Regions from separate parts of the Mus musculus genome. Here regions 2, 3 and 4 are each linked to region 1. Evidence: chromatin contacts called from public promoter capture Hi-C data. All regions are on one chromosome and are shown on one strand. The core of a region is the stretch at or near the end of the contact, and the rest is flanking DNA. Distances in the headings are between cores, read along the strand shown.

The links. Promoter capture Hi-C pulls out the DNA fragments that hold promoters and counts their contacts.
Region 2: a promoter capture Hi-C map of pre-B cells shows a contact between it and region 1. The contact joins the promoter of C1qbp here to the promoter of Pelp1 in region 1. A contact is called at or near these places in 6 of 39 promoter capture datasets (the C10 cell line, the HPC-7 cell line, cranial neural crest and 3 more), 2 of 484 Hi-C or Micro-C datasets (embryonic stem cells and pre-B cells) and 1 of 115 datasets of contacts at active chromatin or transcription factors (astrocytes).
Region 3: a contact with region 1 is called in a promoter capture Hi-C map of pre-B cells, with 2.6 times the contacts expected there. The contact joins the promoter of Derl2 here to the promoter of Pelp1 in region 1. A contact is called at or near these places in 3 of 39 promoter capture datasets (the C10 cell line, erythroid cells and pre-B cells) and 1 of 484 Hi-C or Micro-C datasets (pro-B cells).
Region 4: a promoter capture Hi-C map of liver shows a contact between it and region 1, with 2.1 times the contacts expected there. The contact joins the promoter of Kctd11 here to the promoter of Pelp1 in region 1. A contact is called at or near these places in 2 of 39 promoter capture datasets (both in liver).

Annotation. Positions count from the first base shown.
Region 1 is chr11:70,407,473-70,412,908 of GRCm38.p6, forward strand. Pelp1 (proline, glutamic acid and leucine rich protein 1) reads right to left here and starts at 2,559. Exons shown (of 17, transcript NM_029231.4): 1 at 2,292-2,559. The coding sequence starts at 2,540.
Region 2 is chr11:70,979,234-70,985,079 of GRCm38.p6, forward strand. C1qbp (complement component 1, q subcomponent binding protein) reads right to left here and starts at 3,793. Exons shown (of 6, transcript NM_007573.2): 1 at 3,492-3,793; 2 at 2,937-3,087; 3 at 777-870. The coding sequence starts at 3,717. Dhx33 (DEAH (Asp-Glu-Ala-His) box polypeptide 33) reads right to left here. Exons shown (of 12, transcript NM_178367.4): 12 at 4,858-5,846.
Region 3 is chr11:71,017,840-71,023,770 of GRCm38.p6, forward strand. It overlaps Derl2 (Der1-like domain family, member 2), which reads right to left and starts at 1,464. Exons shown (of 7, transcript NM_033562.4): 1 at 1,305-1,464; 2 at 473-538. The coding sequence starts at 1,397. Mis12 (MIS12 kinetochore complex component) reads left to right here and starts at 1,772. Exons shown (of 3, transcript NM_025993.3): 1 at 1,772-2,350.
Region 4 is chr11:69,878,299-69,883,824 of GRCm38.p6, forward strand. Kctd11 (potassium channel tetramerisation domain containing 11) reads right to left here and starts at 2,687. Exons shown (of 1, transcript NM_153143.4): 1 at 1-2,687. The coding sequence starts at 1,912. The coding sequence ends at 1,214. Acap1 (ArfGAP with coiled-coil, ankyrin repeat and PH domains 1) reads right to left here. Exons shown (of 22, transcript NM_153788.3): 18 at 5,286-5,458; 19 at 4,287-4,396; 20 at 4,084-4,194; 21 at 3,684-3,733; 22 at 3,269-3,427. The coding sequence ends at 3,327. Mir6924 (microRNA 6924) reads right to left here and starts at 3,796; the gene lies at 3,734-3,796.

The DNA.
Region 1 (5,436 bases), core at 1,309-3,808:
GAGGAAAGTGGACACAAACAATCCATACGGTCAACACGGGCTGAGCATCCATAGCTAGACAACCCAAATGCTCCTAAACCAAGACACGAGTGAGTTCTAGGGACCAGACTCAAGTGGGAACCCCACACCTGACTCACCTGACTGGACATTAAAACACAGGTGAAGTCAGGTGCTGGTAATAGCACAAGCCTTTAATTCTAGCATTTGGGAGGCAGAGGCAGGGGCCAGCCTGATCTACACAGCAAGTTCCAGGACAGCCAGGGCTGCACAGATAATCCCAGCCAGGAATACATAAACAAAGGCTAGAACACTTGTTGCTCTTGCAAAGGACACAGGTTCAATTGCCAGCTCCCAGGTAGTGGTTCAAACTTATCTGCAACTCCAGTTCCAGTGGATCTGATGCCCTTCTGACCTCCATGGGCACCAAGTATACAAACACACACGTTTGTGCGTGTACTACATTCAGGCAAAATATACATAAAATGAATAAACCTAAAAAAATAGAAATAGAAACAAAAAAACCCCACAGGTTCACATTTATTCAGCATTTGCCAGGGGAAACAAAAAGACCCACTCAGCTCCTTAGTGATACAGCTTTTCCACGATCTCTACACACAAAGGATAATAAAACGCACGTTCAACGGCCAGAGTGGTCAACAGCTACTCCCCCATAATGCATCACATAAATCTAAGTGCATTATTCACTAGGAATTGCTTTTTTCCCCTTTTCTCTGCTTTGCGGCATAAATGTATGTCAGAGAGAAAGAGACAGAGAGACAGAGAGGCCGCAGACACCTCTAAGGTAACACCAGGAAGAAAGCAGCACAAGTGGCTGCCCAAAGCCCAGGTGATAGCCACAGTAGATCACAGCAGTCGTGAAGAGGACATAACATTATAGAAACGTGCCAACTGCCTATTGGGGAACACGTGTGCACATGTGTGCAGGGCTTACTGAAGTAAAAGTGCATCACAACAAAAACTCAGGTCACTGAAAAAAAATCAGAGAGATTTCTAAAACACACAAAACAAACAAAAGACCATTAGGAGGGCAGATTTAACTGTAGTATTCCCAACTGTCTGAGGAGTACAATGAATATAAGCCACCCAATCCTGCCTTCCAGAGCCCATCCGAAAGCCAGCCATAGTAGTATAAGCATCTATAATCGCAGCGTCCCCTACTGAGAAACACAAGGTAAAACCAAAGAGCATCAACATAAACACTCGGGCTAGACAGTCCACCACTGGCAAGAGACCTTGTCTTGACACAGGAACCTTAGGACCTAAACGTTCCTATGACTTTGATGTGTGCACCGTTGCTACCCTTGGCCCATAACCACTAACATAAACACACATACAGCTGAACAAGATGGCGGATGCCCAGCCACAGGCAGCTGGATCTCGGGGAGTTCTAGGCCAGCCTGGTCTACATAGTTCCAGACCAGCCAGAGCCACATAGTGAGACTTTGCCTCCATAAGAAAAAAAAAAAAAAAAAAAAAAAGGCAGAACTTCACAGACTGCTTATGGAAGTGTGTAAGAAACCACATATCGAGGATGGCACTTGGGTTTCTAGCTTGTAGGAACTGAACGCATGTGAATATTTTGTGCACAGGCTCCTAACCAGGTAGACAACATATTGTCTACCGCCTACCTCACCAGCCTCAACTCTACCCACTCTCTTTAACCACCTAAACCCCGAACCCAAACATTGCCCTCATTTTCCAACCCGTCCTACACGAGTGTTCCTCTAACGTTTCAACTACCCCTTCTAATTTTCTTTCACTACCTAACCCCTGTTCATCTTAAACTCCAGGTCTTTTGGAGAAATCTCTAAATACTCTCTCTACACCGGTTTAGGAAACTCATACCAGATTTAGTTTCGTGTTATGGCATTTTGCTCATCGCCACTATGACTGGAATTGGAGCGCCGAGTAGGAAGGGGTAGGCCCTTGGCTGAGAGCTAGTAAATGTTTGTGTTCAATTACCCTGGGAAAACGCCGCCAAAAGAAGTTTCGCTGAGGACTGAACTAGTCAGGGGACCTGGGATGGAACCGAGCCCCTTCATTGCTTTGTGCTTATCAATGACCTAACAGAAAAGGGGCCTAATACTGCTCTGGGGAACGCGCAGGTAATGAAGTCTGTGGATCGCGTCCTCAATGGTTAAGTGGCTCTATTCTCCACTCTCGGCTCTCCTCGAGCTCACAGCTCCAGTGTCAGCTTCAGGAAGGCGGGACCACGGTGCCCAGCCGCCTCACCAGCCTTTCCACGGTGACCGCGGGAGCCACAGACTTACCTGCGCCCCACCTGCCGTCCCATGCAGCCTCAATAAGCACATGAGCCCGGGCAAATGCGGGGCCCACTGGATTGGGGGATGCACAGGGGCCACGGGGGACGCCGTTCGCGGCTGTAACAACCCGGAAATGCTCTCTAACAGCAGCAGACGCAGACGCGGGCCGGATCCCACCGCAGAGAGACCCCCGGGCCCGCCAGGAGCCCCAGCTGGGGAGCCCGCAGAGGCCCCACTAAGAACGGCCGCCGCCATCTTCACAGGCTCGAGCAATGGCGTGGCGTGATGACGCAAACATAAGTGCGACGCACGCCGCTCGGGGAGGGGTCTTGAGGAGGGGGCTGCGGCCTGCTGGGCTGGATGAATGAGGGCTGGCGCCCTGCGGCAGGAGGGGGCATGCGCAATGTGGGCGAGCGCCAGCGTTGGGGCGGCTTGCAAACTGCTAACCCGGGCTGAGCGCTGTAGGGCGGGGCGGAGGCGTTGCTGCGCAGGCCGGACACGTGGTCTGCAGGAAAGGCGCGGGAGTCTGAAAGATCTCAGTCCAGCGTGGCTTCTGGTCACCTTCTCCCTGGGCTTAGTAATCCTATCTAAGGAGCCAACCCCAAGTCTGAAATCTGGAACGTTCTAAACTGCTTTTCCAACAATGGAAAAACAAGCTCAAACAGTGCACATGCCACAAAGTAGCAGAGGTGTCACTCTGTCCCCAAGACACACCCACAGTCATTTGTGTATTTACATTACTATACACAGTTGTTTTGTTTTTTGAGACAGGGCCCTGGCTGTTCTGGAAATCACTTTGTAGACCAGGCTGACCTCCAACTCAGAAATCCACCTGCCTCTGCCTCCCTAGTGCTGGGATTAAAGGCGTGCGCCACCACGCCCGGCTAACCTATCACTTTCAAAGGCCTCAGCATTGCCTTATTTCCTCCCTCTGCAGTCTGTACACCACACAAAAGCCGAATTGGGCTTTTCTGATATAAGCCAGTTCTTTGTTTTGTTGTTTTTGCTTTTTAACAGGCTGGCCTCAGACATGATGTGGCAATATTCCTGCCTCAGGCTCACAAGTTCAAATGCTGACATTACAGATTGGAGCCAAGAAAGCTTGTCCTTCCCAGTTTAGAGTCCTTCTGTAGCTTCTAGAGATAAGAATATTAACTGGGTGGTGGTGGCACACGCCTTTAATCCCAGCATATTGGGAGGCAGACGCAGGCAGATTTCTGAGTTCAAGGCCAGCCTGGTCTACAAAGTGAGCTCCAGGACAGCCAGGGCTACACAGAGAAACCCTGTCTCAAAAAAACAAACAAAAAAAGATAAGAATATTTCCCTACACAGACTAGAATCTATACCACCTGACCTCAGGCTGTACAAGCACTTCTTTCTTCCTCTGGTCTTTTGTTGTTTTGTTTTAGGGGTGGAGAGATGTTTGAGGTTTTGTTTTGTTTTGTTTCTTCTCCTAGTCTTGGACTAAACTAGCCTTCTTTCTATCCTCCAGCAACATCAATTCCAAGGCCTTTGCACAGACTTCCAATTTTGCCGACAGGCTTGTTGCCATTCTTAGAAAAGTTTTTCTTCCAATCTCTATCACACACACACACACACACACACACACACACACACATACACATACACACACTTTTAAAGTCAAGGTAACCTCCCCTTGAAGGTAACTTCCTATGAAATTAAGGATGGGGTCTGGGGATATGGCTCAGTGGTTAAGAGCACTGACTGCACTTCCAAAGGTCCTGAGTTCAAGTCCCAGCAACCATATGGTGGCTCACAACCATCTGTAATGAGATCTGACTCCCTCTTCTAGAGTGTCTGAAGATAGCTACAGTGTACTTACATATAATAAATAAACAAATAAATAAATAAATAAATAAATAAAAATTAAGGATGGCATCAAATTTCTGACTCTCCTAGCTCTCCCTCCCAAGCACTGGGATCCCAGGCCTGTGCCACCACACCCAGTTCCCTCTGTGCTAGGGCTGGAACCCAGGGCCTTATGCATGCTCCGTAGGCATTTGACCAAGTGAGCTAAATCCTGGTCCTTATTTTTGACTTTTTCTTCCATTTCAATTGTGTGTGTGTGTGTGTGTGTGTGTGTGTGTGAGAGAGAGAGAGAGACAGAGACAGAGACAGAGACAGACAGAGAGAGACAGAGACAGAGGCATGGAGAAAGGAGATTTTATTTTGGAGGTACTTTGAGACAAGGTCTCTCTATGTAGGCCAGGCTGACCTCAAGCTTGCAGCAAATGATGAACCAGCCTGACTCCATCTTAAGATTGAAAGCCATCTTATTACAAGGTCAAACTAAGCTCATCCTGTCTTCTATGAGACTTGGGTTTGACCATGCCGTGACCTATTTTCTGAAATTTGACATGTTCCACACCCTATACCCTAATCTCCACCCTGATGAGATGTTCTGCCAAATAATTTTGAAATGGTCTGGCAAGTTCCTACATAACCAAAAACTCTTGGAAAAATCTCCTATCCTTGCAGTTTGTGGGGCTAATATGAGCTTGCTTAACTCAACTAAAAGAATTTGGGTAATGATCTTTGTTCTCGTTTACTGGGATTAACACAATCTCCCTGCTTCTGCTTGTTGGGTACTGGTATTAAAAGATTCATCACCACCACCACCACACCCAGCTCTCCGCCTGCTCCAACACCTCAGACAGCATCTCACTATGAATCCTGCTTTAGACTCTCTCACCAGCGTGCTCTTTCCTCAGCTTTCCAAGTTCTGGGCCTATGGGCTTGTACCGCCACACCCGGCTCTCATGGGCACATTTCCATGTCTGTAAATAACTTACTTCAGTTATATTCACAACGATCACCTTCTCTTGACTTTTGCTTTCCCTACACACTGGTCCCCCTTTCTCTTCCCAATTATTACAGTGACTTTCACAACTTGAAAAAAGAATCCTAAATTCTACACATTTAAGCCCACATGACCCTGTGTTCAGGATCTGCCTGGTTTCATGATGATCTTCAGTTCTGACTCCTGCACGTGACATGCTTTTGTTCTTCGTCACAGCTGAATATACTTCCTTGATGAGCCTAGATGCTGTGACTTAGCTACTGTGAGCAGTGCCACGGTGCACATGGGTTCCTGGCAGCTCTTCTGCCACCTGCCGCTTTCAGCAGTGTG
Region 2 (5,846 bases), core at 2,543-5,042, 570 kb after region 1:
ACAGCAGGGGACTCAGCTCTTCATACACAAGACTGATATCTGCTTAGTTAGATAGCCTGGGGATCCTGTGGCCCTCAGTGGGGTATCTAGATCCAGCCATGAGGGCAGCAACTTAAGGAAAACATTTCAACTGGTCAAATGTTAAAAATATGTAAGGCCGGCCAGTGGTGGCGCACGCCTTTAATCCCAGCACTCGGGAGGCAGAGGCAGGCGGATTTCTGAGTTCGAGGCCAGCCTGGTCTACAAAGTGAGTTCCAGGACAGCCAGGGCTACACAGAGAAACCCTGTCTCAAAAACCAAAATAAAATAAATAAGGTTGAGCTGGAGTGACGGTTCACCCAGTAAAGGAGTTTGCTGCTGAAGCCTGAAGGCCTCCGTTCAACCCCGGGCCCCACATGGTAAGAAGGATGCAACTGCTTCCTACGAGCCCACACATTAGCGTCAAACATACAAATAAACATAATTTAAAGTCTCTAAGCCCCACCACCCCAGCCTTCCTATCTTGGTCACACGACGAGTGTTGACCATCCACTTGTCATCTTTCACACTGAAAACACTCCCAATGAGAGTTATCTGTAGACTAAGTCCTCCCATACCCCACACAGGCAGGGGTGGGCGGTCATAGCTCCTTTGTATTAAGAGGACACAGGCCAATAATGAAGCCTAAGCTCTACAGGGGGCCACACACTCTGAGAACATGGTCCATGCACAATCTACCTAAAAAGTTCCTCCTTCTCGGACAGAAAGACTGGCTGGCTGGAGTGTTACTAGCTTACCTCCTGTTCTTCAGCCTTCTGCCCCTGTGAGGGCTCCTCCTCACCATCAAATGTTGGAGGGATGCTGTTGTTGATGTTGAAAGTGACCGTGATCCTAGAACGGCAAGTAGAAGCACACTAAGGTACACTATTAGCACAGGAAGAGGGAGGCCTGCTGCGGTAGGGCAGGTGCGAAGGCACGCTAAAACAATGTCTCCATCCTAGCGAGCTGCACCAGGACTTAAACAGAACTTAAAACCAGCCTGGGTGCCTAAACCAACACGGCCATTAAACACCTTCTGAAGTGTTCATACAAAGTGCTACAAATTAAATGACTACAGCTGTGGATGTAGCTGCCAGGCTGGTGTCCCGGGGGTCTTTCCAGGGAAGCCATCTGCTCCAGGAAGCCTCACACGTGCTGCAGAGCAGATTCACTTTGCATAGTCACAAACTAGGAACTGAAACACCTAGTGGCTCTTCCCCCTTCTGGGGGATTCTGGAGCTCAAACAAGTACTCTGTGCGTGCCTGGCCGAAGTTCACGGCTGCACCCTGGCCCATGTGAGATGGTCAGAATTCTTATGTGACAGCACATGTTCTGAAATCAGATAAAATTCCTTTGCCTCCACACCTGCAAGCAGAAGTTCCAGGGCTACACTGATTCAGCAGGGCCAACTAACCCAAGCAAGAGGGTACTGGGTGCTGCTTCCCGGAGTTCATCTGGGCAATGCCTTGCTGCCACTTTGCCACCAAAAAAAGAATGGCAAGATGAAACCAGAAAGCATGTACAACCTGTGACAGCCCAGACTAAGCTGAGCCGGGTCAGTCAGTCTCCCTCTCTTGGCTTTTCAAGAGAGAGTTTCTTTGTGTAGCCTTGGCTGTTCTGGTACTTGCTCATAGACCAGGCTGGTTTGAACTCACAGAAATCCACCTACTCCGGCCTCCCAGGGTGATAGCATTATAGGCGAGCCCCTCCCTCCACTGCTCAGCCTGGCCTTGAACTTTCTTTCTTTTTTGGCTTTTCAAGACAGGGTTTCTCTGAATAGCCCTGGCTGTCTTGGAACTCACTTTGTAGACCAGGCTGGCCTTGAACTCAGAAATCTGCCTGCCTCTGCCTGGCTGGGATTAAAGGCGTGCGCCACCACGCCCGGCTAGCCTTGAACTTTCTAATCTACACACACACACACCTACCACTAGGCTTATAGGCCCCACTGGATAAAACTGCTTTCTTGTACACTGTGTTCCTAAAGCACCAGGGATGGATCCTGGGGCCTCACGCATGCTAGAGAAGCACTCAAGAGTCCAAGTAGACTTCTCTAAGGAAGGCCGTGGGCGACTGTGTAACACAGAACAGCACAAACAAGGGCTTAACGGTCTTAAGGGTGTGTGGTAGCACGTGCCTACAACCTCAGCACACAGGTGTCTGAAGGACCAAGAGTCAGAGGCTGGTCTGTGCTCTACAGCAGCAACACAGAGACCCTGTCTCAGAAATGATCGGTTTAGGAAAGCGAGAGCTAAGCTTGGCTAAGAACCTTCTACCTTTGTCTGATGGCCTTTCTACACTCTAACTTCTTCCTTAAAAGTTACATACCTTGCATTTTTAACTACTACAAACACAAGCCAGATGGGAGTTCTAAACAAATGAATTTATCAGTACTATTAAACATTAAAAAAAAAAAAAGTCCCAGCCCTTAGGTCCAGACTGGGCACAGCATCCCTCATTAGTAAGCCAGTGACTGCGCTTGTGGCTCCCAGACTCCCCTCTACACACCCTGGAGCTGCTTCAGGCCTCCTTAATAACCAAGCCCAGAAGTCTGTATTCATTCAGAGAATGCACTCCCTGGAACCTAAGAACTTTTCCAAGTAAATGCTTTCTTAAAAGCCATTTTATTGGCCAGCTGTGGTGGCGCACACCTTTAATCCCAGCACTCGGGAGGCAGAGGCAGGCGGATTTCTGAGTTCGAGGCCAGCCTGGTCTACAGAGTGAGTTCCAAGATAGCCAGGGCTACACAGAGAAACCCTTCCTCGGAAAAAAAAAAAAAACAAACAAACCCAAAAAAGAAAAGCCATTTTATCAAAGTACTGGGCCTAAGCTGAGGCTCTCCTGGGGATGGCCAGGACAGGGTGCTGTAGTCAGGGATTCCCGACTTGAGAACCCAGAATACAAGCCCTGGGCCACTTACTTTTCTCCGGCAACTTTGCGCAATAATTTAGCCTCCGTGCCGTTCACCTCCAGCTCCCAATCTCCAGACATCTTGGGAAGGGACTTGTGTTTCTGGATCTTCTTTTCTTCCTTAATTTCATCAGTCAAGAATTCAACGAAGGCCTTGTCTCCTAAAAGAAAAGCCAAGATGACCCAAAGGGAGAAAAGCCGGTTACCGATAGACCGGACTGTATCCATTCTTACGACACTAGCCCAAATCACTCCTTAAAACGTCCGTTTCTCACTCTATAAAAAGAGCAGGATATACTTACTGAGCTGAACTGATATTTATCATGAGATGGTTATTTCTTATCATGGACTCACTACTATTACTTCCCATATTAAACAAAAGAATTCCCAATTATCCTCTTTCTGGTTCCAAAAGACATAACCAACAACCACACTTTGAAACCACGACCCTACGGACTTTGCTAAGCCACATTTCCAAGACGCGAGAAGGGGGGGGAAGCTTTCGATCACGAGGGTCTGTTCCAAGCTGGGTGGCCGCACTCCGACTAGGGTGCGTGAACCTTACCTTCCGTGTGCAGAGCGCCACAGCCGCACGCGCAGGGAACCGGGGGCTGCAGGAGGCCAGAGCGCCGAGCCGAGCCGGCCCGTACGCTGAGCAAACCGAAGGGCCGGAGGCATGGCCGGGGCGCGGGCTGCAGGAGATGCCGAAGCGGCTGGGCCGGGATGGCGGTTCGGAGGCCGGAGGCGGCGGCGCCGAGGGCGCGGGGCACGCAACGCAGCAGAGGGAGCATCGCGGGGCGGACACGTGCAGAGGGAAGGACGACCGGGCCAAGGCACCGTGTGACCTCGCGCGCTGCCGGAAGCCCCGCCCTCGCCCGGGGAAGCGCTTTCCACCCCAGAGGACTGCAGTCATCCGGGCCGGACCGCGCCCTCTGCTGGGAGCCGCCAGTGCAGTCGGGGAGGCCTTGACTCAGCTACCTTGACCACCATGTCTCCCTTGCTGCCCACTCTCCCCAATTCACCTGCTTTTCTCAATCCACACCAAGCTTTGTTACCGCGGAATGCGTTCAGGTTCACCCCAACTCGCGCAAAACCGTATATTCAAAGATCACTTAACGATCTTCTGAAACCGACTAATTCTGGAAAGCCCAGGCTGACCTGCACGCAGTTGCTGTGGAGTGGACATCCTGGCCTCATTAGACATTAGATCCAGAATCCCAAGAACAGGATGAAGGATTTATGTTGGAAACCTTTGCACGCCCTAACAATTCATGGGCCAGTTTTAATGGACCATCGGTTTCCTGGGAGCAGGAATATATGGCTTACATCATAGGCGAGGCCCTTGGTCTTGCGAAGATTATATGCCCCAGTACAGGGGAATGCCAGGGCCAGGAATCGGGAGTGGGTGGGTTGGGGAGCAGGGGGAGGAGGAGGGTTTAGGGGATTTTTGGAGAGGAAACTAGGAAAGGGGATAGCATTTGAAATATCTATTAAAAAAAAAGAATCAAGGATAAGAGGCTGGAGATATGGCTCAGTGATTAAGAGCATTGTTGCTCTTGCAGAAGACTAGAGTTCTAGTTCCAGCATCCACATGCCTGCTCACAACTATCTAACTTCAGTTCCAGGGCAGCAGATACCAAAACACTCAAAGGTATTTAAAAAAAAATCAATCAATCAACCAATCAACAAAACCACTCCCCTCCCCAAACAAAACAAAACAAAACAAAAACCAACCAAATCACTCACACACACCCCAAAACAAACAACAAAAGCCCTGCTCATGCATTATAGTCCCAGCATCAGGGAGGTAGGCAAACAACTGAGTTTGAGACCTGCCTGGTCTACACAGCAGGTTCCAGAACAGTCAGGGTCACATGAAAAAGACTTCTCAAAAAAAAAAAAAAACAAAAGTAAATGCTGGATACCAAGACTTATCGAATGAATGGCAGTAAGAATAATGTTTAATATTCTAAACAGCATTCTTTAAATAAGGGAAAGGAGGCCCAACAAAAGAGGCCACACAGATCATTATACAAGATTCAGTTTTTATGGATTTGATAGTCAAAAGCAAATTTCGAGCATTATATACTAGAACTGTTCTTTTATGTTTGAGACCAGAGAGAACAGAGCACATGTCCAAATCCGCTTGTCAGTTTTCTACACTACAGCAGTCTATAGAGAATTGTTTCCCCACCGGTATAGTCTAGTTTATGTGCTCAAGGAATGGCATCTTAGATGCGCGGCCACAGTTCCAAACAGACCCTGGTAGCTGGAGCACAAGGATTTGTGCCACAGTAAATACTTTGCTGTTTTGGAATCCTGTTATAAGAGATGCAAATGTTCTCACAGGGATCCTGGTAATGGAACTGGTGCCCCGGGTGTCGCAGGCCACGGTTACCAAGAAGATAAACCCCTGCAGCACGCAGGGCTGTTGTGGAAGTTCATCTGTCTGTTGGAGGCTATTCTGTCCAGGCTGGAGTCTTCAGGTTGGAGAGTTTGCCAACTTGAAAAGTAGCTCAGGTTGTACTGCAGCAAAACCACAAAACATTTCACTTTCTTAAGAAAGCTTGAAGAGAGCTGTCCCTTTGGCTGAAGATAAGCATTAATTTCTTCGTAGTGATCTGTGGAGTCAGAATGGGGCTCCCACCTCATGTAATCCCTGAGCAGCTGTGTTGAATAGTAATTTTTAAAAAAGCTTAATAAAAAACTAAATATTCTATTAAAATCCCCCCACAATGTTAGAATGATAAACATATTTCTATACAGAAACATTGGGTCCTTAGAAACTGTATCCATCACTCCCTTTTCTGGGAGGTCCCAGTCCTCTGCAGCAGTCCCTCCAGGGTAAGGTCCTAGGCCTCACCCTGGAGCCAGTCACTGCAAGCTACTGTTCCCATGACCCAGAAAAGACCTCGATAGT
Region 3 (5,931 bases), core at 214-2,713, 610 kb after region 1:
TTTGTGTGTTGAGACAATTCCTTGGTATGTAGTTCAAGGTGGGCTCAGGTTCCTGACTGCTGGGACTATGGCCACATTAGTTCTTAACTAGTTGTAGTCAAATATAAAATCTCAACACATCAAAGACACACTAAAAATTATGTTCTTAAGACAGTCTCTCTCTCTCTCTAGCTCAAGCTTATCCAGCACCTGCCATCCTCCTGCTTGCTCTGTCTGCACCTGGCTCCCCCCTGGCAACTCTAGTTTGGTATATAAGGAGTTCCCAAATACTTAGCAGCTCTCAAACCATTCTAGAGTCCAACCAGGCTGTGGAATGCCCTCTTTACATCTCAAAAAGACCTGTAATCAGAGATTCCCCTACTGGGTTATTTTTTTTGAGACTCTATTTCACAGGATTTACTACTTACTAAACGATACGAAAAAAAAAAAGATAATGAAAACATTAATCACAGTTGCTATATAGACCACTTACTTGAAAATGTTTAAAAATTAATTCAGGATTGAAGTATAACTGAAAAGGTGTGATCAATTCCAACTGCTGAAATGGAAAAAGAGCTTCTTGAAGCCGATCAACCGCAAAACAAAATTTCATCATGAACCACGAAGGATGAGTAGATCTAATCATTTCTGTCCCTTGGAATACATTTCTGTCTTGCTTGTGACAGCTGGTAAGAGATTCTTTAGAATTTGCACAACCGTTTTGTATAAACACACAATGTCAGTTTGATGTTGCAATATTTGAGGATGCTATAAGGCAGGCGGGTGAGCATATTTTAGAGACAAGCCAACAGCATCTTTTACAAATCTGTGCGTCACGTGGTCACCACCTCAGCTAGGTGAGACAACTCGGAATAAGGGGTTTAACTAAGACCCTGCTACCATTAGGGATAGGTACAAGCGGCCAGACACTTATATCCATAGGCCGTCTTTTGAAAGATGTTTCCAGATAGCTCGAGATTTCTATACTCAATATAATAGTCTGTGAACCTAGCGGACCTCACTCCCACTAGTCACCTGGACCTCTCAGACACATTTTTGGGTGGGCGGCTCCCGCACTTCTGATTCACTACAGGTCTGGATTTCATTTGTCTGAAACTGACCTGGCCCTTCACGAAGGGGCACACCCTTCTCAGGTCACTGGCTTGGCACCCTTGGGAATATCCCAAACCCTAGAGTCAGCTCCGGATGTCTCCACCCACCCCTGGGACCAGACCCACTGGGCTTCTCCGCGGCCCAAACCCGTTTTCTGAAGACGCAGTCATAGCTAGCCTGGAAAAAGAGGATGTGGCGCCACAGCTGCTCACCACGGCCGCGGTGGTGAGGACGCAGGCGGTAGTATAGGCGCGGCTGACCGGCGGGATCTGCAGGTACTCCAGCCGGAGGCTCTGGTACGCCATCTTTCCCACCGCGCCTGCCCCCCTTCCCCTTCCGCCAGTATGCCAGGCGGCGGGGCGGACTCAAAGCTGGCCTTCAGCCTACCCACTCCTGTCCAATCAGCGCTGCGTACTCGGACAGCCACCAATCGCTGGCGCCTTGGGGCCGCTCACCCACCAATCAAGAGTTGCGCCTCTGCGTCGGTCCATCCTTACTTCTCCGCCTACCAACGCAGAGAGAAGGACCAGTTCCGTCCGCCAATCCCTGCCGGCCACAGCTAGCTTTCCCTCCTTGTCGCCTTCCTTTTACCAATCGCAGTGGCTCCTTTTGACCCACGGCTAGCCAATCAGGAGTGCGATCCAGCCCGCCTTGGCGTTCGTTCGCAGAGGCAGGTCTCAGTCGATTCGGAGGAGCCGGTGTTACCGCCTTCTTCCAGCCGCTGAGTGTAGCTTGAAGGAAGTGGCGGGAAGCCGGTGTGGGGCGGAATCCATCACTCCCGGGATCGCTTCGGTAGGGGCTGTGTGCTCTCCGAGGAGGAGCGGAAAGGGCGGGACCGAGGAGTGGCGTCGGGGCGGCGGAGCGTTCTGTAGGGAATCCCTCCGGTCTGGCCGGCCTGGGTACGGAGACCTAGAGTTCCCGGCATGCATCGCGGCCGCGGGGTAGTACGGGAGCTGGAGCTGAAGGAAGCGCTTCCCGTTCTGCGGTTTCTGGGCCTTGTCTGTGGCGGTCGTAGGCTCTGAAGTCCATTACATTCGTCGAGACGGTGTGAGGACCTCTCATGTTTATCTTCAGCCGCAGGAACTCTAATCTAGCAGAGAAGAGACGGTAGATGAAGGGAAAGCGGAGGCGGTTCTTCAGGGATGTGTATTCGAACTGGCTCTGGAATCTGCGCCTACTGCATGCTTACTTGAAGGAAAGAAAATAGAATTAGATTGGGCTGGAGCAAAGACTATCCTGACCGTGGCAGACGTGTTCAGTAAGTTATAAAGAAGCTTTAAAAATTGTGGGACAAAAAAATGCGACCGTCAAGACTGGTAGGAACCAAGTAAAAAGTTGGAGAGAATGGCATTTAGAAGGAAGACTAGAAAGCTGAAAGTAGTTGAACCGACCTGTGGCTCCTAGCCACTCTGAAGGCTGAAGCCAGAGGATTTGTTCCATCCTGAAGTTCTAGGCCAGTGTGGACAACGTAGAATGGGAGCAAACACTGGGGAGTGGTCTTAGCAACTTGTTGGTAAAACTGCATCTTTATAGCTACTGCCTCATTATAGCATTGGCAGTGTCCAACAGAGAAAAGGCAACATTGGAACTTTTCTCAAAACTGGAAGTTTGGATGTAGGTATTTGGTTATGTAATCATGGCGCATCAATCCAGGAATGGTGAAAACTTGGAGGCAAAGTTAGAGTGCAAACTTAAGAGAATTATAGGGTGCAAGTGGTCAGTTGATTGGGTAATTTGTAACAGATGACCAATCTATTCAGATAATGAAAATACAGTCTTTAGGAAAGTCATCTCAATAGAAACAACATATGTGAAGGTGGAAGGTGGAGGTAGTTTCAGTGTCCAAACAGTATGCGAAGCCATATGGTCTTAGTCTTCAAAATACAGTGTGGGTCTGGGAATCTCGTGCTAGAGTGCGTACTGGTATGTACAAAGGCCCTGGGAATACTCTTAGCTCTATAGGGAAGAAAAACAAGTTTATGACTACCAAATTCACAAAAGTTAGAGTATTGGTAGATACAAGAAGTTCTGGTCTACTCCAAGTGAGTGTAAAACAGCTTAGATATTCTGAGAATGTTTTGGCAATCTTTAGTGACATTATACATGCAAATAAAGTAACAAGTCCCCCAGAAGTTAGTATAGAAAAATCTCCATCATCCATCTGTTATGATTAGAAGATCAATTAATACCTCCAAGGCTCCTAGCAGTTAAAGTGAAAATGAAGACCTGTTTTGAGACCCTAGTTTGAAATATAAAGGATGTTTTTCTTGCATAGTTCTACATATGCAAAACCAGTTTTCTAACCCATCAGTTAGGAGCAAAAAAAATATCCTTATAAACTCAAACTTGTAACGTTGATTATACAAGAACAGATGATGCTAAGGTTGCGTCCTTTGGTGGGATAACTAAATAACCACATCGCCCTACTTAGATGACTTTGTCATTGTGTTAGAGTAGTGAGGAATGAATTAGTCTCATAACCAAGGTGAGTGAAGACATGGACACAGAATACACGTTCCACTTAAATTTTGTAGTCTTGAGTAGCTGTTCTCTTATAACACAGTGTCTAAAAGGTGGTTCTTGTGTGTAGGTGGTCATGGCTCAACAGTAAAAAGCCCAGACTGCTTCTCCAGAAGACCTGAGTTTGCATTACAGCGCATGTTCAGTATAACCCTGGCTCCAGCCTGTCTGACACCCACTTCTGGCCTCCAGGGGCACATACATGCATGTGGCATGTGCATATAAAGGCATATACACATAAACAATAAAATCAACTCTTTCAAAAATTATTGTATAGCCGGGTGTGGTGGTGCACGCCTTTAATCCCAGCACTTGGGAGGCAGAGGCAGGCAGATTTCTGAGTTGGAGGCCAGCCTGGTCTACAAAGTGAGTTCCAGGACAGCCCGGGCTATACAGAGAAACCCTGTCTCGAAAAACAAACAAACCAAAAAATTATTGTATAAAACTGAAAGACTTGAATATTTTCAGATGACCTACTGACTGAATAGAGAGGAGTAAACAAAAGACAAAATTAAATGGATGAGGTCTGATAAAGGAACTGCCAAATAAGAATTTTAAAAGTTTATTCCAATTATAATGCAGACTCTTCTGACTTTAAGGTCATATCATATGACATGTTTCTGACTTTGTTCCCAACAAAGTCTCTTAAATGTATCCCTGATTTATAGATCTGTGCAATGTTTGGCGTTAAAGGATCATGCAAACTTGTATCACAAAACAGATCCACAAGAGGATGAAGTAATGTAGAAATAGTTAAGAGTAGGAGATCAGTCGTTACCATTATTGTTACTATTTGAGAGCTTCTGCAAATGTAGCCCTAGGTGGTTTGAAGGTAGGAGAGTGGATTGCCAAAGAATATTGTGCCTTGATATGAACTGTCATTAATTTTATCCTTGTGGCTTGCCAGTGAAACATATCTTTAGCTGAGCCTGCAGAATCTTATATTGGAGTATCAAGGACAAAATCATAAAGAAATCATGAATCTATTTCAGTGTCATAGTCTGGCTTTTATCTGGTTCCTCACTATTTATTTATTTATTATATATTTTTTCCTCTTCTTTTATCTTTGCATGCATGTAAATATACTCACCATGTGTGTGCCTGATTTCCTTGGTGGCCAGAGAAGAGATTGGATTCCCTGGGACTGGAAGTATAGATAGTTGTGAGCCACCATGTGGGTGCTGGGAACTGAACCTGGGCCTTATACAAGAACAGCTGGAGTTCTTAACTACTGAGTCATTTTTCCATCTCCACTAATGTTGTTGTTTGTTGTTTAATAATTTTAATTTTTGAAATATATGTTTATGTGTATGAGTGTTTTGTTTATATGTATGTATATGCACTACATGTACATGTAGTATGCCTGGTCTCCTAAAGAGATTAGAACAGGACATTAGATCCCCTAGATCTGGAGTTATGGATGGATTCTGGAAACCAAATCTGGGCCCTCTGCAAGAGCAGCAAGTAGACTTCATGCTGAGCCATGCTTTAGCCCTGCTCCTCATTACCTTGATGTATGCTCACAAGTCTGACCAGGTTTCTTGATGAAGAGGAATGGGTTTCTTTACATGGATGGTTGACTTTGTGCCACCCTTTCTCTTGTCCTTTTTGGAACAGCATCTTCTTACTAAATTGGCCAAAGGTTGGCTAGGGCATAGATGTGGGCTGTGGGCTGAGAGGGAGGAGAGATGAGTGGCTGAATCCCTTAGAAGAAGCATTTTTTTTTTTTTAAACATTTCTGGTAGTAAGATGCTTGAACCAGGGTCAGGGATTTATGTAGCTGGTGGATAGGATTTTACCTAACATGTATGATGCCCAGATCCAGATTCCAACATAAAAAAAAAAAGTATTAGAACTCAATGAGGTGTTTGTCACAAAGAGCATGAGCACTCTATGTGGGATTTGTGAATATGATAGAACTGCTCTACTACTGTGGTCAGAGTCATTCAAGTAAATGAGCGCAATAATATGGAATGACAAGGACATAAAAATGTAACATGTGTATATTAGACTGTTTGCAGGGGCTGGAGAGGTGGCTCTGTAGTTTTAAGGGCTCTTGCTGCCTTTACAGAGGACCTGAGTGGGATTCCTAGGACTTACACCTGGCAGTTCACATCTGTCTGTAACTCCAGCGGACCTAACACCTTCTGCTTGTTGTGGACATCTTCGTGTATGTGTATGTGTCCATACACAGATGGATGTATGCACATACACATAAAAAGTGAGTTCTAGGTCAGCCATACCTGCTTGACTAAAAACAACAACACAAAATTTAAGACTATAGTTCTAGCATCCTGCTCCTTGGGAGGCTCAGGTAGA
Region 4 (5,526 bases), core at 1,437-3,936, 530 kb before region 1:
TCACAGTGATAGATGAATGACTCCACCCAATGATGACCATGTTTATGTGTGTATCCCATCCGCCCAGGAACCCAGAAATGCTATCCTTCCCACACCCTCCCCGACTCTCCCAACTCTAGCTCCTGGCTGCCCAGGACAGCCTTAGGCCTTCCTTACCCAGCTATTTCCTAGCAACAGGCTCATGGTTGTCTCAGCAACCAAGAGCTCCCAGAGGTCTCAGAGGCCCAGCTAAGCCCAGAGGCTTTTACCTCTCATAGGAAGGGCCTAGTGTGACTCAAACTCAAACAAGGCCCTCCTGCCTACGTGGCAGCGCAGGCATAAACACACATGCAAACACACACACACACACACACACACATACACACACACCCTATGATTAAACTAAATCTGAATCTGCTTTTACACATACCACAGAAGTACCTGAGCCTGGAGAGTTTCTAAGCAACCCCAAACAGGCCTGGACAGGCCAAGATCACAGAAGGACCAATACACAAGCACAGGAGTCAGCAACACTGATGGGAACCAAGACAGCAGGGAGCCAGGCAGCATCAGATCTATTGACTGGCAGGCGCACACACATGAAAGAGGCCTCTGGACACCATGGTCCAGCCCCACTTCCATACAGGATCCTCTGGAATTCCAGAAGGGAGCTCTAGCCCCCGTGTTGATGGAGGTTCTCCTTGCTCCCTATGTCACCCTAGGATGGAGTGTCCCACAATAGGTGGCTTGGAACATAGTAAAGAAACCTCCCAGAGAGTCCTGGCCTCTTAATGGTTACTGTAGGATAAGATGTCAGCTCCAGTAAAGGAAACCACAGTCTAGGGAGCAGGTTACATTTGATAAGTCAAAGTCCTCCCACCTAGTGCTCAACCCGCCAGAGCTCTGCTAGGTTTAGCCTGGGCAAAGAGGTGCTATCTTACTTTGCCACACTTCTGAATACAGAGGACCCATCCTCAAGCAAAAACAGGCTAGAGAATCCACGATGCTTTCCCAGGATAAGCCCCCGCGTAGACCTTCTGGACCATTCGTGAGTCTTGTGGGGTGGAAGGGGGCAGCTCGATCTGGGAACCCCAGCTCTAGGCTCTGGCCAGGTATGGTGGAATCCCTGACTTTCATAGCTACCACACCAGTACTAGAAAGAGGTTTTAGAAGAGCCACAGGCCCCTTGGCTGACTCATCCCCCTCCTCTGCAGTCAAGTGGAGGGCAGCACCCTCAGTGGCGCACAAAGCGCAAGGATCTAGAGTTCAGAAGGTCTTCAGGGTCTGGGAAGACAGAGTCCAGGCGGAAGCCATGTTCCAGAGCCACCCGTAGCACCTCCTCCAGGAATGTAGGCGTGTTCGCTACCTCCCGACGATCTTCTGGCCCCCCAGTCCACAGTGGCTGCAGCCCCAGTCTTTGATACTCTACTTCAGGGAGTTCCTGGGGGCGGGAGGCCCACTCTAGCCGAAAATGTGGACCTCCTTCTGCCCTGTCCCCAATGGCCACACCAAATCTGTTGCGCATGGCAGCCAGACACTCAGGGTCAGTGCAGAAGAGGTTGGCTCGGAAGGTGTCCACCTGGACAGAGCTCAGCTCATAGTGGTGGGGGCCCCTTCGAGCGGAGAAGTGCACCTGGCGGGGGCTGACATCTACATCTGCATGGAGTAGGGCGGCTGTGGATGCAGGTGTACCCCGAGAGGCTTCCAATTCCCGCAGGGCATCCAGGAGGGGCCGGATCTGGTAGAAGTCAGCCTCTGCCTTAAGAAGGGCAGTTTCTCCGTACCCACGGGGCAGGTCCAGACGGCCTAGCCGCAAAAAATTGAGGATGTGCCGGAAAGCCTTGCCATCCCTGTCGATGAAGTAATGGCCATCTCCTTGCGGGTTAAGGTTGGCTGGCATTAGGGTGTCAGCCCTAAACATGGCCCCCAGCATGGAATCTGGGAAGCGAGTCAGGGTCTCCAGTGTAGTGGAATATAGTGTTCCCCCCACATTTAGGGTCACGGGACCCCCAAAGGAAGGGGGTAAAGAGGACACAGGAGGGGGGGAAATTTTGGGTAATATAAGAGACAGGCAAGGAGAAGGAAAAAGCAGATATTTGGGGGTTTGGAAAGAATTGGGTGGTAACGTTCAGACTTGCTAAGTTGGAGGCAGAGGTTGGAGAACAAGACAGTAAAGTTTGTAGCTCACCCAAGCTACTTTGGTGGTGGTTGGGGGCTTCAGGACACAAAAATCCCCGAGAGGATGAAAGAACCGATGAAAGGAACAGACGGCAGCCAGACAGGATCAGGGAGCTTTTGGTCCAGACGCTTCTGATTGTGCGTGGTCAGCGATTCCCTCCTGTACTCTTCAGACAGTGGGTTTCCGAAATTCAACCAGCAGGTGACGGTGGTGAGCACCGGTCGGACGCTGAAAGGATCAGTTTGAGTTTCTGAGCTTTTGTAGTTGTAGAGTCCACGTCGGGTTCCGAGGACCTGTTCAGAGGCCCAGCCAGGGTTAGGGGCGTGTGTCCCAAAAGATGGAGGCGCAACTGATAGGAGCCGGTAGCCAGCAGTTCTGTATGGCTTGGGAGAGGCGATGCTCTTGCAGTCAGAGCTGAGAGTGTCCCGGGACTCTGTTGGGAACAGTGTCTCAGGGCTCGGGCGTTACCGCCTTCCTGGGTTGTCGCAGCAGGCACTGAGGTCCTCTCCACCCCCAGGAAGTGGCCTAAGGGCAGCGGTCAGTGGCCCTTTAAGCGACAGTCCCGCCCCTTAGCGCCCCGCCCTACGCCCCCGTGGGCTGGCCGGGCTCTGCTATGGGTGGGAGCCGGCCTTGCCAGTGCGAGAGATGGGGCGAACAGGCTGGACCGGCCGACTGGAGCGGGGGTGGAATGATTCACAGGCTTCGTTGCGGATGTGGCCGCGACGGCCCCGCGTTCCCTGCAGATGTGCATGACCTCACTAGTACAACTTAGTCGAGGATGGAGTCTCCAGTCCATCCTTCTAGTCTGAGAGAATCCACGTCTCCGGGTTGGATCCCGGTCGGGAACTCCCGAGGGGGCGGATGCTGAGCCATCGCATTCCCGGGATGCCTTCGGGCCATCCCAGCGAGCCCAGGTTCCCACGCGGTGGCTTCCCTGGTCCCCTGGGCTCGAAAGCCCCTCCCGCCAAGCCACCGGGTGCTAGTCAACTTCCTCCTTTAGAGAAACCCTAGCCTCTTGAGTAACCACGGCTACCCGCACCTGGGTGGCCAGTGTGCCAAACACTCTGCCGGGCCCCCAGGTGGCGCACAGTAAATGAACTAAGAAAGAAGCCAAGCTGAGAGACTTTAATGGAGACTTCAATGGGGCAGGGTGGGGAGGAGCCTGGAATCACAGAGTATGGAGGTCGTGACTGCGACGGCTCAGTTTCTCTGGGTCGTCCGACGCCATGAGGGAGAAGTCTCGGAATATGTCGAGATACGTCTCGTCTCCTAAGGAAATCAGAGGAAAGACTGGGAGGCTGGACAGCCGGGCTACACAGTAGGGGTGGTCCTGGCAGGGTAAGCACTTTAAAGTGTGGGTGCATCCTAAGTACAGTACCTTTGTTCCACAGGTCAGGCACGTTCGCTGTGCCCAAAACATGTTTGTTGAATAAACAATGGTATTAATGCAGTTGGGTACTAAGGGGTCAGGCATTTCGGTATGGACCTGGGGTCGGGGTCGGGGTGAAATACGTGGTTACTTTACCTGCCTGGCCCTGGGCCGCTTCAGCCTCCCTCATCTTTGCCAATCGTAGCCTGAAGGGTGGGGATTAAGGAGTAAAAGACCTGGAACTTCGCCAAATCCCCATCCTCTGTCCAATTCTTGAGTTGTGTCACTCCTTAAAAATGTCTGTCCATAACTAGTGCTTAAAGATAAAAGCTTACACTCACGAACATTTTTGCAATGTTGGTGTCCTAATAATGGCTCCCCAGGTGAACTCTCAGTATCTCACCCAACTGGTCCATGCTCCTGCTCCACACCCCTCTCCACACACACACACACACACACACACACCCCAGACCTCACCCTCCAAGTCAGGTTTTGACGTTAGTCTCACCCCAACGAGGACTGTCCAAGCATCAGTCTGCCCCTTCGGCATACTCACAGGGTTACGATGTCAGCATTAGTGGTTTCCATTGCGATAGTCAGAGGGTCCCTGCCTTCTGTGTCTCGAGCCCCCAGATCAGCACCCCGTTTCAGGAACAGGCAAGCGAGCCTAGAGAAGAGAGCTAAATTCAGCAACAGGCATCCCCCAATTTCACTCCCAGAAAGCTTCCTCCCCATGGTGCCATTTCCATGGCTCCCTACCCTGTGTGACCAAGAATGGTGGCATGGTGGAGAGGACCCCGGCCGGCACTGTCTGCTTGGTTCACATTCGCCCCATTTTGGAGGAGAAACTCGCAGGCCAGAAGAGAGTTCTGCATAGAGATCAAGAAGATGGCATTTTTAGAGGTGGATTTTTGGATGTTTCAGGGCTCAGTGAGGTGTCAGGCTTGGTCCTCGACCTTTAGATGCTCATATATTAAATCTATCCCGGGACTGGAGAGATGTCTCAGTGGTTAAAAGCACCAGCTACTCGTCCAAAGGAGTCAGATTCAGTCCTAAGCACCCACAATGCCTGTAACTCCAGTTCCAGGGAACCCCCTCCCATATATATACATGCAAGCAAAACACCAATGCACATTAAAAAAAAAGCCAGGCAGTGGTAGCACATGTCTTAATCTAAAGCCCACCACTCAGGAGGCAGAGGCCAGCAAATCTCTGAGTTTAAGGCCAGCCTGGTCTACAGAGTGAGTTCCAGGACAGCCAGGGCTACACAGAGAAAATCTGTCCCTCCCCAAAGCATATCCTGCACCCTGATGAGTCATGCTGTCCCTCTTTTTTTTTTTAATTAAAGATTGTTTTATTTTTATTTTATGTGTATAGGTGTTTTACCTACATGTATGTCTGTGTGTCACATGCAGTGAATGAGGGGGCCAGTAGAGGGCGCTGGATCTCCTGGCACTGGAGTTACAGTTATGTGCTGCCTTGTAGATGCTGGGAACTGATCCTGAGCAAACGCAGCATGAGCTCCTAACCTCTGAGCCATCTCTCCGGTCTGCTTCCTTATTTTACATTGAGGAGACTAAGTCACAGGGATATTGACAACTTGTTTAAAAGCTCATGTAAGTAGCAGACGAAAAATCTAATTCACCACCTCCAAATCACACTTCAAACACTTAGTCTATATTATTTATCTTGCCCTATGGGAAGGAGACCCCAGGGAGAGCTCTAGGGTAGAGTTGGGGAGGTCAGCATGGTCCTCACAGCAGCTGTGGCCCGGATCAGAGGTGTGGCATTCCCCTGGCCCACATTGACCCAGTTGACATCAGCTCCATGGGCCAGGGCATCAGCCATGGTAGGAAGAGATGGGGGATGTCCAGCAGCTTGAAACAGCAGGGCCCCAGGGTGCAGGCTTCCCATGTCATCAGACGGGCACTCTGTCAAGTGGATTTAATTCTGTTAAGGAGTATCAGTGCCGGGTCTAGAAAGAAAATCTTCAGCAAAG